Linked DNA regions of Capra hircus: region 1 is linked to region 2. Evidence: chromatin contacts called from public Hi-C data. All regions are on one chromosome and are shown on one strand. Each heading gives the region's core, a stretch centred on a gene start, on an enhancer-like site or on the middle of the called end of the contact. The rest is flanking DNA. Distances are from core to core; before and after follow the strand shown.

Region 1 (2,700 bases), core at 131-2,630, 130 kb after region 2:
TATTTTTTTGTGCTCCAAAATCACTGCAGATAGTGACCACAGCCATGAAATTAAAAGACCCTTGCTCCTTGGAAGAAAAGCTAAGACCAACATAAACAGCATATTAAAAAGCAGAGACATTACATTTCCAACAAAGGTCCATCTAGTCAAAGCTTTGGTTTTTCCAGTAGTCATGTATGGATGTGAGACTTGGACTATAAAGAAAGCTGAGCATCAAAGAATTGATGCTTTTGAACTGTGGTGTTGGAGAAGACTCTTGAGAGTCCCTTGGACAGGAAGGAGATCCAACCATTCCATTCTGAAGGAAATCAGTCCTGAATATTCATTGGAAGGACTGATGCTGAAGCTGAAACTCCAATATTTTGGCCACCTGAATAGAAGAGCAGACTCATTGGAAAATACCCTGATGCTGGGAAAGATTGAAGGTGGGAGGAGAAGCGGATAACAGAGGATGAGATGGTTGGATGGCATCACCGACTCAATGGACATGAGTTGAGTAAGCTCCAGGAGTTGGTGATGGACAGGGAAGCCTGGCGTACTGCAGTCCCTGGGGTCACAAAGAGTGGGACATGATAAATGACGGAACTGAACGGAACACAGTCAAAGGCTTTAGTAGAGTCAACGAAGTAGTTGATGTTTTTCTGAAATTTTCTTGCTTTTTCTATGAGCCAATGGATGTTGGCAATTTGATCTCTGGTTCCTCTACCTTTTCTAAATCCCACTCGAAAAATCTGGAAGTTCTCCATTCAGGTACTGTTTAAATCTAGCTTGGAGAATTTTGAGCATTACTTTGCTGGCATGTGAAATAAGCGCAATCTTACAGTAGTTTGAACATTCTTTGGCATTGTCTTTTCTTTGGGATTGGAATGAAAACTGACCTTTTCCAATTATGTGGCCACAGCGGAGTTTTCCAAATTTCCTGGCATTTCCAGTGCAGCACTTTATTTAACAGCATCATCTTTTAGGCTTTGAAATAGCTCAGCTGGACTTCCATCACCTCCACTAGCTTTGTTGGCAGTCATGCTTCCTAAGGCCCACTTGACTTCACACTCCAGCATGTCTGGCTCTAGGTGAGTGATCACACCATCATGGTTATCTGGGTCATTAAGAGCTCTTTTGTATAGTTCTGTGTATTCTTGTTATCTCTTAATAGCTTCTGCTTCTGGGTACCCACAGAGCCAGTTAAACCATACGTTCCAAGAATGAATGACCATAAGACGAAGAGCTTCATGTTTTGGAATTTCCAGGGCTTGGAAAGCAGGAGTCTATTAGCATCTTTGAAATAGAATGTTAATAAAGTTTTGTTACTAGCGTCCACTAAACTACAAGTCCCGGCTTCCTCCTAGAAAGTGACGAATCACGTGACCGGCTAGGAATCCGGAAGTCTGGCCCGCTTGTCTAATCACGCCGGAGAAACCTACAAAGTGGCGCCAGACTGGCCAATCCTGCAGATGTTTGTTCCAAGCCCAGGCCGGGTCCCGCCTCCTCGCGCTGCGCTGACTGGTTGTTAGCGGATACGGTGGCTGTAGAGGCGGTGACCGCGGCTTTTTCCGCGCTCTGCGCCCGGTTCCGTGCCCGTCCTGCGGCTCCGATTCCACCATGGCTCCCAAAGGCGGGCCCAAGCAGCAGTCCGAGGAGGACCTGCTCCTGCAGGATTTCAGCCGCAACCTCTCGGCCAAGTCCTCGGCGCTTTTCTTCGGGAACGCCTTCATCGTGTCCGCCATCCCCATATGTGAGCGCTTGGAGCGAGACGGGCTGGGCTGGGCTGGGCTGGGCTGGGCGGGGACGTGGCAAGGCCGTGCAGAGGGCGAGGCGTGCGCCGGAGCGTGTGCTGTCCCCCAGCTCCCCCTGGACTCGGGGGCTGCACGCAGCCTCTGTGGGCCTCCGTGATCTGTCCGGGGTCGTGGTGGGTGGCATCCCAGGAAAGTCATTATAGCACGTTGGAAAAGTAGGCTAGCTCATTCCCGGGCCTCAGGTCTGCGGATTGTGAGTTACTGGTTCTGGGATGGCGGCCTCAAATCTGTATTTCAACCAACACCCGGGTTAAGATCTTGTGATGCTAACAGGCATATCGCCTGTTCTCCCCCAGCCCCCTCGCCCGGTATAACTATCGTTTGCTGTTATGGGATCTTAAACTTTTTACTTGCTTTGGAGAAACTCATGAATTAGTTTAGAGACATTAACACTCGCACCGAACTGTAAATGTAGCTTTAGAACCGGTTCACACAGAACATTATTTTCCGAAAGAAGTTGAACCAGTGCCAAGGCCCCAAGCTCTACTGTGTTTAAACTTTTTAATAATTCTGTTAGAGCAATTCTAGAATTCTTACTTGAATGGAAAAACTTTACAGCCTTGGCCAAGGTGGTTTTTAGAGTTTAGGGATTCCAAATATCAATTTCCTCTCCCCTACATTTTCGCACTGTTGTTGGGCAAATCCAGATATATTTTCTCTCCTGACTTTATAAAACCTAGCGTGCAATTAACATGGTTCACTGACCGCACTGGGCATTGCCTTGATTTCAGAGAACAGCCACGTCAGCGTGTGAACTCTGGTTTGGGACTACACGTGGAGTCTCGGAATGACTTGTAGTTAGTGTGGTAGTACCCTGAAGAATGAAATTTGAAGTCTGAATCGTGGTTTTGTTGAGCTAGAGTTCTCATTCTAGAAGCAGCAGAAATCTCATCATGGACTAGTTATA
Region 2 (2,700 bases), core at 79-2,578:
CTGTCAAACTCAGAAATAAAACCGAGAAAGAGGCAGAGAACTGGAGGAGTGGCTGGAGTGAGGAAGTCACTAGAACCTAGTTCCTCAATTAGTTTGCATAACAGAAAAAAAAAAGATTGGAAGGACACTTCCTCTAGTCCCTCCGCCAGCGACCTACAGCTTCACCATTCACCTCACGATGCCCCCGGGTGATGCCCCAGTTCTCAGGCACTCTGCACCCCACCGCCGTCGGGGAAACTGCCCCGCTCCCAACTCAGGACTCCGTCTGGGCGTAGAACGCCGCTCGGATCTCGGCCGGGGGTCCGAGGGACGCCTCCTGCCGGCCGCGGCGGTTTGCGCAGCTCGGCGCCCGGGACTGCACGAACTCTGCCCGGCGCAGCCGATTCGCGGCCAGATCCCTGGTGTTCCCGAGTAGCCCACCCCCTCCTGCTCCTATACCCCCGGGCCGGCCTCCTCCCACCCACCCAGCGACCCCCCGCCCCGGCTGCCCTCCCCCTTCCAGAAGCCACTCGCGGCGCCTCAATTTCTTTCTTTCCTCGACCGACCTTCCCGAAAAGATTGTCCTGCGAGGCTCGAGGACTCGGAGGACCGACCTGAGCAGAGCGGAGGAAACGCAGAGGGCGTTTCTCGGGCTGGCGGGGAGGAAGGCGAGGACTTTAAAGTTAATCTGAAAACAGCTTGCAAACTTCTGGGCTGCAGCCGTAACGCGGGTCTGCCGGAAGGCTCCCCTCAGCAGCCGTGCTCTCCCCCGCGATGTGCGCCTCAGAACGCCAGGGGTCTGCCCGGCAGGGGCGACCGCATAGACGCGCCCCCAAGCCTCTCTTACACAGTGGAAATGGGAAGCCGCCGGCGCCCTCGACTAAACCCAGTGTCTCACTCCAATTTATACACCTGCCAGAGACCCGAAGTGACTAAAAGTGTAAATCAATGCCACCCTGATATTGACTGGATCCAAGTGAATTCGGTACAAAAAGGTAGTCTAAACACCAATCACCCCAGATCTGTGAATGCAGGCAGCAAGGCCGGCACCCCCTTCCGCGACCACCATCCCAGCGAGGGTCCCTCACCGGCGCCTCAGAACCGAGTCCTTTACCTGAAACGGGCTGTCTGAGAGAACGGACCACAGGAGCTGAGCCGGGCGACGCCGGTTCGCAGGCAGCGTTCGCGCCAGAGGGTGGGCGCGGAGGGTGGGCTCCGGCGTCTAGGGGTCATAGGCTGGAGAAGCGGCGAGCGGCACTCGGGCCATTCTGCCGCGACTGCACTCCCGAACCAGCTCGCTCGCCTGTCACCTCGAGCTCTGCTTTAAAGTGGCTTCCGGTCGCCTCCTCTCAGCAGCCCTGTCGCGGAGGCGGAGCCTGAGGAGCAGGGGGGTGGGGTGGGGTGAGGGGACTGGGAGCTCAGTGGGTGCCGGGAAGGCGGCCCGCCCCACGTGCGCGTGCGCGCTCACTCGCGAGGAGGCGCGCGAGAGGTGTGCGTGCGGGGCCGCGTGCTCCCTGGAGGAGGCGTGTCCTTTGGCCGCCTGCTGTGTCGTGGAGGGTCCGCGTCTACACGCGTCTAGGGTTGAGCAGCTGTGAGGAGGGGAGGTGCGCGCGGCGTGGGAGGGGCGAGCTCCACCTGCCTGCGGACAGATGGAGGGTCACTTTGTTCGGAGGAAACCCGAGGGAGGATGTGAAACAGAACAACCCGTTTTTGTGCGGTTGGCTTTGTTTATTTGCCTCCTCACCAGAGGCCTCCTGCCGCTGAAGCCGCCGACCCCGAGAGGAGGTGATCGGCTGCTATGGCTGCTGCGGCCAGACGGGGTCGCCCGCCCCGTTCCGGACGGGCGGGCGCGCACCGCACCGGGGCGAGCGCTTGCCAGACCTGGTTGCAGGCATTCCTGTTTCACGGGAAACATTCGCAGCATTGCAGAAGGGAAACTTAGTTTTGGGGTGTTGAGGTATAAGCACGTTTATGTGTGTTTTAAAGGATACAGACACCATGATGACTTGTCTTTTCATTCAACAAATAGTTTTTCGAGTGCGGATTGCGTGCTGAGGGCTAAGTGGAGGTTTAGACTACAGCAGTTCTGATCAGCCCAGACACCTTCCCTGTCCTCATGGAGCTTTTGTAGCACCATGTACTCGCCTCTAAAATATTTGCCGTATATCCCAAATTTGCTATATTTTCTGGATTGTAAAACATCCTGGATGGTGAATCAATCTATTGAATATTTCTTCAGCGGTGGAGGAAGAAGCACTATTCATATAATCACTATATATGGAAAAAGTGGGGCTTCCCTTGTGGCTCAGCTGGTAAAGAATCCGCCTACAATGCAGGAGACCTGGGTTCGATCCCTGGCTTGGGAAGATCACCTGGAGAAGGGAAAGGCTACCCACTCCAGTATTCTGGCCTGGAGAATTCCATGGACTGTATAGTTCATGCGATCACAAAGAGTTGGACACGACTGAGCGACTTTCACTTCACTATGGAGAAAGTAGGCCCGGGTCAAAATCAAGGAAAATTAATCACGACCGTATCCCCATCAGCTGGTAGAAAAAGAACACAGCTCCCAAAGAGTTGCTCTCCTGTGACCTGAAATCTAAAGTGACTTAATTCCATAGCTTGGAGGCATTATGGGCTGAAAAAGTCAGTATTAATATAACTTTATCAAGCTTGTTAAAAAATAAGAAGGGATAATAATAAATACTATGGTTCCAAGCC

What was found. Hi-C and Micro-C count contacts between places; a contact is called where the count stands out from the background.
Region 1: a contact with region 2 is called in a Hi-C map of blood, with 2.4 times the contacts expected there. The contact joins the promoter of SSR3 here to the promoter of TIPARP in region 2. A contact is called at or near these places in 2 of 5 Hi-C or Micro-C datasets (blood and liver).

What each region holds. Positions count from the first base shown.
Region 1 is chr1:110,640,517-110,643,216 of ARS1.2, forward strand. It overlaps SSR3 (translocon-associated protein subunit gamma), which reads left to right and starts at 1,381. Exons shown (of 5, transcript XM_005675406.3): 1 at 1,381-1,732. The coding sequence starts at 1,600.
Region 2 is chr1:110,510,992-110,513,691 of ARS1.2, forward strand. TIPARP (TCDD-inducible poly [ADP-ribose] polymerase) reads right to left here and starts at 1,329. Exons shown (of 6, transcript XM_005675405.3): 1 at 1,094-1,329.